3 separate regions of the Mus musculus genome follow, and all the other regions are linked to region 2. A link is a contact called in public ChIA-PET and promoter capture Hi-C data. All regions are on one chromosome and are shown on one strand. Each heading gives the region's core, a stretch centred on a gene start, on an enhancer-like site or on the middle of the called end of the contact. The rest is flanking DNA. Distances are from core to core; before and after follow the strand shown. Region 1 holds the start of Gramd2 (GRAM domain containing 2). Region 2 holds the start of Hexa (hexosaminidase A). Region 3 overlaps Bbs4 (Bardet-Biedl syndrome 4 (human)).

Region 1 (3,742 bases), core at 501-3,000, 140 kb before region 2:
AGCTCCCTGGAGGCTAGCAGGCATAAACCACCCTGAATACTGTGTCCTCACCCCTAGTGGGGTCACCAGAACATCCCCAGTAAATGAATTAACATATTCACTTCTAGTCCCAGATAAAGTTTTGAGGACCAACCCGAGTTTTGAAATTTTAAAACAAGCACCAACAGTAAGGCCTGGATGAGGCTCAGTCTGACCTTTCCAGACTATTTAGAAACTTCTTGCCCTCTGGGAAGCTGAGAAAACCTTTTCTACTTGGCCCCAGCAGACACCTCCTGAATTGCTGGGGTGAAACCAGTCAGCTTTGCCCACTGGGTCTGCTCACTTGCCCCAAGGTCCCCACTAAGAACACCCTTAATGACTGCCAAACTCTAACCTTTACTCTAAGAATGCCTTTCTATGCTGCAGTCTAACTGGCCTTATGAGGAGACTGAAGAGCAGTCCACAGGGCGAGCGATACCCTCTACCCATCTCTTCTGGCAAGACTCTTGTCTTCCAGCTTTAGGAGTGGAAGGACACCTTTGCACAACCAGATACGTACGTTGAAGGAGGCAAACCCAGAGACAAAGGCTGATCACAGCTAGCCCACCCCCTCAAGCCCGTAGAGGACTGAGTGCTAACTCATCACCCTATGTACCAAGGTTGATGTGGGAACAAGATCACATTTGCCCCACCTCAATCCATCCTGGCTGGCCAGGGATGTCCAATCCTGCAGGTTTGGGGCTGGGTGGGAGCAAGAATTTACAGTTTCATCAACGGGCCGCATCTTCCCCCTAAATAATCTCATCTGCACCACTTCAAAAGTTAAATTCCCTAACTCCCCAGGGCTGGACCTGAAATCATTATGTAGTCCAAGATGACCCTGAATCTCAGCTCATGTAAGCTTCCCAGGAGCTAGCAAGCATGAACCATCTTGCATACGGTGCTGGAATTGTAGATGTGCATCACCAATGTGTTTTATGCAGTGCTAAGGACCAAATCCAAGGCCTTATATATGCTAGGTAAACACTACCTACCCTCCCAGCTCACAGTTACCATTCTTGATGTCATCTGCCATGCCGCCTCCTGTCTTCTCTCCCCCCACTTATTCTCCACTACCTGCAAGAACTTTCCTTTCCTCCCAAGCCGACTTTGAACCAGCTCTCTGGGCTTGGAGACCAGCCCCAGCCCGCCCGGGCCTGGCGCACGGGGTGCGGCCGAGTCGTGCTGGGACAGCTCCACGTTGCCTCAGAAGCAGCCGAGTGTGCTCCTAAGAGTAGATCCCGCTGGGAGTGGAGAGGAGAGGAGAGGAGCTGATTTTGCAGAGGCCCACAGGGAAGCGCCAGGCTGTGTGTGGAGACAACCGGGACTGGGGGGTCGTTATGGCGAGAAATGAATGAAACACAAATGAATGGACCGCGAGGGTGGCCGACACGAGGTGATTTCCAGAAGGGAGCGTGCCTTCCGCTCGCCTGAAGCCACCAAGACACATCGGATACATCGCACCAGACTCGCACACCTCACAGCCGGGCGGAGGCGCAGGGTCCAAGCCTAAATTTCTGCGGTTGGAAGTGCCCAGCCGGGAGGCAGAAGGCGCCTAGGCGCGGCATTCCCAGAGTCGCCCTGCCCTTCGTCGCAGCCTCCTGGACCTGGAGCCCCGGGACGCCTCCCTTACCTGCCCGCCTCGACAGGCTCGCTACGGCTCAGGGCGGTCATCGCAGCGCCTTCTCCGGGAGCCCGAGGCCGTGCGCCAGACCCAGTGCCCTCCGGGGACCGCCCACCCCGGGAAAGGCCCGCCCCCACACGCCTATTGGCCGCTCGCGCAGAATGAGCCTGGCTCAATTGGTGGAGCCTTCCCCGCTCCCAGACCGCCCTGATGGGTCCCAGCTGCAGGTAGGTCTTCAAAATTGTGAGGTCGAGGAAACCAGGGCCTGGGTCCTCAATTATGGGACTTCATATCAAAATGTTCCCTCAGGGCTCTTCATTCTACTCCGCCTTCCAACCTCCTTACCTAACCTGAGCTCTTGGTGCTGCAACATCTCAATTTCAGAGGCCTTAGCCTCTGACTAGGTGGCTGTTGGGAGTTGCCAGGGACAAGGGTCCCACCTTGTTTCTATGTACCTTATTCCTGAGGGCAACAGGAAAACAAGAGACCCTTTGTGCTTAACTGTTATGGAGGCTGAGGGTTTTGTGAAGTATCCAATCAGGGACTCATCCTACAGCGCCCTCAACAGGCCTCTACCACAGGGATCAGCCCACTATTCGACCATTCTAGGTGCTAGCTGAACCTGTCCCAGACTTTTCTAGTATTTGCCCTGAAATAGAACGGATCAGCTTCCCGATACACAGCCGCACTTTGGTGCAGGAGGCAACTTATATACTCCCAAAGTATTCAGTCTCCGGCGTCTCCAGTGGTCCCGTGCTTGAAGGTTATCTGGTGGATCCATAGCACCCAAGGCCAGGCCTCCTGGCTGTTGTCATTCTCAATTGCTCAAAGGGCAGGGCTCGACCACCACTACCAACCCCCGGAAAAAAACAAAACAAAACACAACACAGGTGCTTCAGCTGCTGTTTATTGACATTCAGGTGGGCACTATAGCAACAGGCCTGGAGACTCTGCAGAATACAAGGTGGAGAGTGGAGTGTCTGCAGTGACAGAAGTGGAGTGCACAAGAAGTGGGGAGGCCAAAGCTGTTGGGAAAGCAGGTCAGGGCCAGGGCCAGAAGTCGTCATCTACACTGGGACCCTGGGCCCCACACCCTCAGCCCCTACTCTTTTGCTGTCTCCTGACTCCAGGCTAGGGCTGGGAATTCTGACAACTTTCTACAGAAGCAAAGCCCAGAGATGCTGCCGCCCTTCTGTGATAAAGTCAGGGTTTCCAGTCCTGCATTCCTCCTCCACCCCTGGCTCAGGTAGGGCCCTGAATAATAGCTGGTCTCTATTGCATGTTTTAGAGGCATTAATTTTCCCTGGTGTCCCAGCCCACCAGCGCCACACTATGGCCCAGAGTGAGCACTACAAGCGTTGCTGGCCTAATGGAAAGGATAGGGGAGGGGAAGGGACAGGGGCTAGAAGAGGGGCTCCAGAGGGCCATCAAGGTACAGGCACTACACGCATGGTGTTGGTGAATCCAGAGCCAGGGCGCCACCCGGTCAGCACAATGACCACATCTCCCTTCTTGAAGAAGCCTCGGGCCTTGCCTGGGGGGAAAAGGAGGTTGGTGAGTAGAGGTATACACTTGAGGAAAACTGCAAAGCCCCACAGTCCTAATTGATCACACAAAGTGGCACTTTTCCCAACCCAGACACAAATCCAACAAGGCAGGTGCAGATAACTGCCCTAATAATCCTCGTCTGGGTAGGGGAGCAGGTTGACAGTTACTTCTTCTCACCACAAGATGGTGCAAGCCTCCTAGCCTAAACAAGGGCTGAGGCTGAACTCAGAATGCAGAGACCTTTGGACACCATTCAGTTTATACTCTAGAGAGTCAGGGTCAGCTGCCTCCTTGTCTCTATATAGGAATAAGGCCACAAAAGCTTGTGTTCCCCACCCTCTAACCCCACCCTGCTCAGGACAGTAGCTCCAGCTAATCTTACAACTGGGTGATAAAACAGATAGGCCCAGCCCATGACTTCAGGAAGTGGTAGTTTTAGGGTCCCCATTTATTAGCACTTCATCATTCCCTTGTTTCCAGCTACATACCAACATCCATGGCCAAGTTTACACGAAGGTCGACATCCTCAGCCCAGGCATTCAGCACGGCATC
Region 2 (4,165 bases), core at 650-3,149:
TATCCAAAAAGGCAGGGAGAGCAAGTGTAGCTCAAAGAAACAAGACTCAGAGATTTCACATATCATACACAAACGAGTCATACACACACCACAGGAGTTCAGCTTCTCAGGCTTAGAATTAGCCAGAATTATCGTGAAGGCATATTATGATCTAAGTAATAAGAAAAACCACCCAGCCTGTTGAACAGGCTGACTATGGACAAAACTAACCCAAGGCCCTGAGCGTTCAGAATCAAATAATAAGAGATAAATGTATACTTTTGGCCCTCATCTAAATACAGTTGTTCCTAATACTTACCTCCACTCTGAAAGTATTTTTATCATTATTTCTCGTTATGTAACTCTCCATTCTCCACACACTCTTATAAATGTCATCATGAAACTCTCTTCCTCTTTGAAAGCAATAGAATCAAAGGCAACCCAGTCTTCTCCAAGAATAACTACCAGGTCACTTAAGAGTGTCTCTGACAGCCCAAGGTGGCCTCAAATTCAGTATGTGGCCAAAGATGACCGTGGACTCTTGATCTTCCTGGCTCCACCCCACCCCCATCCCCAAGTCTGTGTGCCGTCGAGACAGCTCTTATGAGATGCAGCAGGGTATTCAAGCCTCGTTGCATTGCACTTTACCAACTGAGAGAATAGAGGTTTGATGGTTAATCCTTCCCAGCCCAGCTGCCTGACCTTAGCTGTGTCTCTCCTCTATTTCAAGATGCATTTTCCATTTCCAACTCTGTGACAGAAGGGGTCTGGGTTGAGACTATAAGATCCCTGCTCCTCCAGCTTCCTCCAAACCAGAGTCTACGCCAAATCCGAAAACCTGCAGCTCATCTTCTCTTTTGAGGATCTTTGGAAACAGTAAGGATGATGGAGATGCCTTGCGGGATGACAGGGTCTTCACTTTCAACAGATGATTTGGAATCGTCTGCCTATGTCTCCGGAAGCTCTCTGCCTTGTGTTCTGATTCCTCTCACACTTTTACTAACCAAGTTATGTGCCAGACACATGCTGGGCTCAGTTCTGCAGCCCTGGTCACTGCCTCACAGGGACCCTATGCCACTTGAGCATGTTCTATAAAGGATCATTTTAAATGTCTATTGCCAACATATTGTCAATATTCTAACAGCCTGATTGAACTGTGGCCCTACAGTAGGCATTTCTTAAGAAAGAAAGAAAGAAAGAAAGAAAGAAAGAAAGAAAGAAAGAAAACCTAAATGCAGTTCTCAAAAGGAGGATTAGGGATAAACTGAGACCCCAAGAAGTCACATCAATGAAGGGGTGCTCGGGATAGGGGCTGGGCTGGGGAGGCCAGCTAGCTGGATAGAGAAAGCAAGGGGAGAAACGCGTGGGAGGTGACTGACTGGGCTGTGCAGAGGCCAACGGGAGGGTGTCTGGGAGCCGGGCCGGGGCTGACCCACGCACGGAAGGCGGCTCCTTCGGAGGGAAGAACCGGGCAGTGACTCACTTGAGAAGCTGGGTCGGGGCCAAGAGCCGGAACCGAAGAGCAGGTTACGGTAGCGTCGAAAGGCCTCGTCGAGGACGACGCAGCCCGCCTGCGCGGCCGAACTGACATGGTACCGGAACTGGAAGTTGTTGGGGTACAGGGTGTAGCGCCGGTGGTAGGTTTGGATGTACTGGGGCCACGGCCACAGTGCCGTGGCCAAGCAAGCCAACGCCGCCGCCAGCAGCAGCGAAACCCAGAGCCTGCAGCCGGCCATGGCCCACCGGCCAGCTCCCCTTCCAGCAGGCTGAGCCCACGTGAGCCCCGGTCAGCTGAGCGGCGCCCGCGTGACAATCGGAGGGTCACGTGAACGGGAGGGAAGCAAGGCGGGCTCGATCTCAGAGATCCGTAAGCAAAGGATTCTGCAGCTCCCGACCGGGTGGGCGGTGAAGGATCGATCCCCGCCCTGGCCAAGCCTCTGTAACCCAAACCCAAGGGATGGGCTGGGAGGGACAGGCACCGCCCCAGGGCATGGAGAACTAGCCCGGAGGATACGGGAAGAAGGAAAATGAGAATCCAATTTGCAGTGTCAACTGTGTGAAAGCGCACTTGAGCAGTCTTTAAGTAATCAGCCCCAGGGGTCTCAACATGGAGCAATTGAAAGACGTCCCAAAGTGTTGAAAAATTGTTTGTGGTGATTCCTAGTTGTGATACCAGAATTAGTGAGGGAAAGGCAGGAGGATTCCTGTAAGTCTATGGCCAGTGCGGGCTATCTAGTGAGTGCCAGAACCCGGTGTGTTAGCAAAAGCCTGTAACCCGAGTGTTCAGTAGGTCAAGCCAGAAAGACTGCTGTTGTAAGTGCAGAAGCCATGTTTACTTCTATAACTGAGAAGAATTTATGAAAATTTCTCTTAGCTAGAGGTGAAGCTCAGTGCTAGATAACTTTATTAGCATGATTGAGAACGCAGGTTCAATCTTCAACCCTGAAGTGAGCAGGAGGAACAGTGGAAGAAAAGAGAGAGAACTTCCACTTTGCTCATTAATTGTGCTAGACTTGGTATCCCAGAACATGGCAATTTCCATAACCATAGTCTTAAGGCTTGCAGTGATCTTTTTTTTTTCTTTTTTTTTAAAGATTTATTTATTTATTATATGTAAGTACACTGTAGCTGTCTTCAGACACTCCAGAAGAGGGCGTTACGGATGGTTGTGAGCCACCATGTGGTTGCTGGGATTTGAACTCCGGACCTTCGGAAGAGCAGTCGGGTGCTCTTACCCACTGAGCCATCTCACCAGCCCTTGCAGTCATCTTTTAAAAACAAAGCTTTAGGAGTCTCATGAAGCCCAGGCTGGCTGCTGTACAGCTGAGGATGACCTTGAACTTCAAACTCTCTAGCGTCCATCTCCTGGGTGCTAGGTTTACAGGTAGATTATGCCTAGTACACCTGATACACAGTCATGGGGTCTGAAACCAGGGCTCGTGCATGATAGGAAGACAAATGCTCTACTGTCTGTACTACAACCTAAGCACACCCCCAGCCTCTGGACTCTGTGTTTGGGGCAGCATGTTAAGTGTGTGGAAGTACATGTGTGTATGCTAACATGTGGGCATACGTGTTGCTTGTGTGCGATGTTGTGTGTCCTTCCTCCTTAGTCATGTTGAACTGAACTACCTTCTTGATTCCCGCAGATCACGGCTCTGCCAGCCATGGTGGTTGCAGAGACCCGAGTACCAGAGGATTTCACCAAGTACACTGTGATTATAGAATAGATGATGAACTGGTGACTCAATCCATTCTTGGGGTGATAAGGCTCAGGAAGGCTAGCATCCTGGCTGATACCCTCCAAGGAAGCCTCGTCATCCTGCATGTATGCTGTGAGGATAAGGGCTGTGTGAGGCATCGGTTTGTCTCCATTGCTTTTACAGGGTTCGTTTTTTGGTCCCTTTGCTTGTCCATGTCCCCATCAGACCACATGGTGAATGAGACCATTGTAGCCTTACTGCCTAAGCCAGGACTCTGCAGGCAGGAAGTGTTCAGCTGTGTTTGTCCAGTGCGTGCATGAAGGAAGCACTTGTGTTAGATTTTGCAAGCCCAGCCTGACTCAGTGTGTAGGGAAGAGACCAGCCTGTGGAGGGAGGCAACGGTCAAGGAGAAACAATGATGTGCTCACTCAAGGATCCAAGGTCCCAGAAGAGCCTGGCACAGAGCAGACATTTCATGAGTGGATGTTGGATGACTAATATGGGCGAACCAAAGTGGAGATCTGTGGAAGAGTATGGGAGGCACTAATGAACTGCTGTATCTGGCTAGGAAAAAAAATTCATGCATGAGGAAGGATGAGGCTGGATCATGAACTAAGACTGAAGTAAAAAATTACTGAGTCACTCACTCTATACTAGATATGTGTCTTTCTTGTCTTGCTGTTGTGATAAATCATCTGGCACGAGCCATTTAGGAGGCAGGCTGTGGTGGCCCACACCTTTAAACCCAGCACTCAGGAAGCAAGCAGAAGCAGGCAGATCTCTTGACTTTGAGGCCAACCTGGTCTGCAGAGTGAGCGTCAGGACAATCAAGACTACACTGAGAAACCCTGTCTCAAACTAACAGACAAACACACAAAAAACAAACAACAACAGCAGCAGCAGCAACTTAGGTAGTAAGGGTTTGTTTTGGCCAACAGTTTGAGGTATTGTCCATCATACAGGGGAAAGCATGCAGCAGGAGC
Region 3 (3,708 bases), core at 455-2,954, 200 kb after region 2:
ACAATACAGATAGTAGTTACAGAAGAATGCCACCAACATTGGTGTGTGATGACCTTACTGTCTTAGAACAGCGCTGACACAAGCTCTGCCTCAAGAGCTTCTGCTTTTGGGGCGCAATGGTGCCCCCTGCCGTTCCCATACAACCAGCTCAACTTTTTGAAAAATACTTATACAATTTTTAGCTCTGGAACATGTGTAAAATGTGAATTTGTAGAGTTAATCCTACAGGAGTTTAGGTTAGCTGGGTGTGGCAGTGCACACCATAACCCTAGTACTTGGAGCTGAAGGCATGAGGACCGGTTCCAAGTTATCCTTGGTCACACAGTGCATTGGGGGCTAGTTGGAATTACGTAAGGACCTGCCTCAAAAACAAACCAAAAGTAATGAATTGAGGAAGTAATAATTATAGAAAATTTATCTTCACAGGTTTCTTCTGGGAAAACACAAAGCTGCCACTGAAGTATATAATGAAGCAGCTAAACTTAACCAGAAAGACTGGGTAAGTGAGAAACAGCATTTCTTTCTCAGCAAATAGCTCTTTTTTTATTTTTTATTTTTTTGTTTTTCGAGACAGGGTTTCTCTGTGTAGCCCTGGCTGTCCTGGAACTCACTTTGTAACCAGGCTGGCCTCGAACTCAGAAATCCGCCTGCCTCTGCCTCCCAAGTGCTGGGATTAAAGGCATGTGCCACCACCCCCAGCTCTTTTTTTATTTTAATAAGGTCTCAATTTGTGTAGCACTGGCTGACCTGAAATGCATTATGTAGAGCAGGCTGGCCTCAAACCCAGAGAGATGGGTCTGCCTCAGTGGTACTCAGCCACTGCCTAGGGCTTGGCTAGAGCTCTTAGATGTTCACTGTCTTTGATTCTGTCCTCAGCACGGCATTTCTGCGTAGCTTTGTAGACTTTGGTTTATATTTTGCAGCTGTTAGTGTGGCTGACAGGTTTGTACTGGTGTGATTCCAGCCGTGGTTTCCCATGTCATTTCCAAGAGCTTTAGAGGTCACGTTGGTACATTTGGAGTTCGTAAGCATCAGCAGCAGATGTCTTCATATGTACTTTGCATATTTCCCCTATCTGCTTGGCAGTCAGCAGCTGTTTCTTTTGACTTTCTTTGTGTTATGAAAACTTTAAGTGACTCTTCTGATTATTTTCCCTTCATCATCTTCTCTTTTTTATTAGTGTAAATTAACTGTATAAAACAGTGAGTTTCACTGTGACATTTTCATAGTTTAATCATATTCACCTTCCTTATCTCCCCTATTTTCATCATGCACTTATGTAAATTGGGAATTATGTGTAAGTACAAAACAAAGTCAGACTAAACATTGCCTTTACAAAGAGTTTTTCCCCTCCATGAATCCATATCATGGGTTTTTGCATTCATTTGTGGTCCTAGAGTTTCAGGGCTGAGACTTAATCATGGTTAGTTAAATGGCGCCTGCTGCAGCTCAGAAGTATTAATTCATTGAAAGGAGCTCAAAGAGCAAGGAAGAGCGAGTCCCAAAGGAACCTCTGCTGTATCTCATCAGCCGTAGCCTCTGAAAGGAAGGCTGGAAAGTCCTTGCTAACTGGAGTGGGGCGCTGTAGTGAAGGGAAAGAGGACTGGGTCTCTGGAGGATGGATGAGCAGCTCCTCTCATCCTCTCACTGTCTGCGACACTCATTGTCACTTCCTGTCAGATTCAGCAGCCTTGTGGCTTTTATGAGGGATGGATTTGACTCCACCTTGTTCTGTTTTCCTTTGCATACTTCCTGCGCTGTTAGCTGTTTAAGGCGTATTGGTGCTTTCTTTTCAGGTTTCACCTACTGCAGAGATTCATCAGGGGTGAGTTAGGGACTAGTGTATGTAGAGAGCATTAAAAGGCCAGAAAGGTGGTATTCCCTGATGAAATGGAATATATACAAGTTTTGGAGACAGGCTTGAATTGAAGGCACAGTTCTTGGTAATGTAGACATTATTTCTATTGTGGTTTAAGAAAAAAAATAATTTTAGAATGTGAGAGCTTCATGAGACAAAGACTAGTTTTTAGGGTTGCTTTTTTTCAGGTAGATAATAGTATTATAAGTTTAAAACAACTTTTTCAAAGATTTATTTAATTTATTTTGTGTGTATGAGTGTTCTGGCTACATGTATGTCTGTGTGCCTACATGTGTAAAGTGCTTTTGAGGCTAGAAGAGGATGTTGGATCTCTTGGAAGTGAGGTTACATATGGTTGGTTGTGAGTCACCGTGTGGGTGCTTTGAACTGAACCCAGTGGAAGAGCAGCCAGTGCTCTTAAGTGCTGAGCCATCTCTAGCCTTGATTTTTTTTTTTTTTAAAGATCATGTCTTTGAGAAACATGTACTGAAATACTTATGAGTGAAATGTTATGTTATTTGGATCGGATGCTGTCGGGTGCATGAGTCTGTGACGCTGCGTGTACATAGTCAGGATACACAGCTAAAGAAAGGAGACAAAGCGTCCCAGCACTGGCCCTTCTGTGTCAGGGAAACTAACTTCCCCGAGCTTTGGTTTCCTATAAAACTGGAAAATCTATACCGATGCTGCGAATTTCTTAGAGAATTTAAGTAAGGTATATGACAACAACAGGCATCAAGCCTATCACTGATTGTTTTGTTGTTTGAGGAGGTGTGGAACACATTAAACTAGCTTCTCTGAGCTTTGTGGTCTGTTCCTGAGACAGGGCTGCATCCCTGCCACTCACAGGTGCTTGGCCCTCTTGCCTTCCAGGAACACCCTCCTTACTCCTGGTTTCTTTTCTAAAGCTGCTAATAAAGTCAGTTTATTACAAAGGAATTCCAGAGACTTCACAACACTTAGGCCAGAAGACACATGTCAGTCTTGTAGTAAACTGGAATTAGAAGTTAGCAGCAGCCCAGGTAGTTACTGCGGCCTTTTGATTCATCTTTCTTTTCCACACAGGTCAGAGGTTAGCAAACTGTTTTTGTAAAGGACTACTTAGTATGTAGTTATTGAATGTATTTAGAGAATCTTACAGCTTTCTACACTGCTAGAGGTACTTAGCTCTGTAGTTCTGGTTCTAGTGTAGAAAAGCCATAGGAAGGAACTTTACAAAGAAGACCGAATTTGTCCTCTGCCCTCTGCTATGGATTTCAACAGATTAGTGTCAGAGATACACATTTATGACAGTGGCTCCAGGTGGCACCACTGGTTCCTGAATCACTAGGGAAGGTAGTACTTGTTGTCACTGGCCAGAGCTCCTTCTAATTTCAGATTTTTATAGAAAAGGCCCAGGTATCCAGAAGCAGGGAAACAGGATTTCCTTAACAGTGGAGCTCCCAGCTTGTAGTCCACGCAGCAGGGGCTATAGGGGGTTTTCTCCTTAGAAAAGGACACAGTGTTTGGATCCTAGGCTGCTGTGAAAGAAAACTGGTCAGGGGAGACAAGTATGGACCGTAAAGAACAACTTAGATCTCGTAAGAGTCTGCCTGCTCTTTTTGCATTTTATAATTTGTAAAAAAGAAAATGTGTCTGGCTGTCTTTATCTATGTAATATCTGTGTACCTCATATATGCCTGTTGCTTGGAGGCCAGGAAAGGGCATGAGTTATCTTGAAACTGGAGTTACAGATAGGCTGTGAGCTGCTATGTGGGTGCTTCGACTCAAAACTCAGGTCCTCTGCAAAAGTAGCCACTGCTCTTAACTGCAGAGCCATCACTCCAACCATGCATTTTATAGTTTTAGTT

What was found. ChIA-PET counts read pairs in DNA pulled down with a chosen protein or histone mark. Capture Hi-C pulls out chosen DNA fragments and counts their contacts.
Region 1: a promoter capture Hi-C map of adipose tissue shows a contact between it and region 2. The contact joins the promoter of Gramd2 here to the promoter of Hexa in region 2. A contact is called at or near these places in 6 of 39 promoter capture datasets (3T3-L1-derived adipocytes, hematopoietic stem and progenitor cells, liver and 2 more), 1 of 484 Hi-C or Micro-C datasets (neutrophils), 4 of 115 datasets of contacts at active chromatin or transcription factors (the HPC-7 cell line, bone marrow-derived dendritic cells, embryonic stem cells and 1 more) and 4 of 9 other capture datasets (adipose tissue, liver, macrophages and 1 more).
Region 3: an RNA polymerase II ChIA-PET map of memory CD8 T cells shows a contact between it and region 2, with 31 read pairs. The contact joins the enhancer-like site here to the promoter of Hexa in region 2. A contact is called at or near these places in 19 of 39 promoter capture datasets (the 3T3-L1 cell line, 3T3-L1-derived adipocytes, the C10 cell line and 14 more), 1 of 15 datasets of contacts at CTCF or cohesin (the NIH/3T3 cell line), 13 of 484 Hi-C or Micro-C datasets (the AML12 cell line, the C3H10T1/2 cell line, CD8 T cells and 9 more), 18 of 115 datasets of contacts at active chromatin or transcription factors (the NIH/3T3 cell line, bone marrow-derived dendritic cells, bone marrow-derived macrophages and 11 more) and 5 of 9 other capture datasets (adipose tissue, embryonic stem cells, liver and 2 more).

Annotation. Positions count from the first base shown.
Region 1 is chr9:59,678,162-59,681,903 of GRCm38.p6, reverse strand. It overlaps Gramd2 (GRAM domain containing 2), which reads right to left and starts at 1,750. Exons shown (of 12, transcript NM_001379375.1): 1 at 1,652-1,750. The coding sequence starts at 1,692. It overlaps Pkm (pyruvate kinase, muscle), which reads right to left. Exons shown (of 11, transcript NM_011099.4): 10 at 3,679-3,742; 11 at 2,532-3,176. The coding sequence ends at 3,070.
Region 2 is chr9:59,537,274-59,541,438 of GRCm38.p6, reverse strand. It overlaps Hexa (hexosaminidase A), which reads right to left and starts at 1,899. Exons shown (of 14, transcript NM_010421.5): 1 at 1,463-1,899. The coding sequence starts at 1,715. It also overlaps a transcript of Tmem202 not described here.
Region 3 is chr9:59,336,602-59,340,309 of GRCm38.p6, reverse strand. Bbs4 (Bardet-Biedl syndrome 4 (human)) reads left to right here. Exons shown (of 16, transcript NM_175325.3): 6 at 427-499. Among named protein-coding and RNA genes, the nearest start is that of Bbs4, 15 kb to the left of the region's middle. Within about 2 kb of position 1,704, at least 13 of the 459 cell types and tissues checked have an H3K27ac peak or open chromatin away from gene starts, as enhancers often do. A contact at or near this core is called in CD8 T cells, the CH12 cell line, memory CD8 T cells and 1 more, where this site is marked.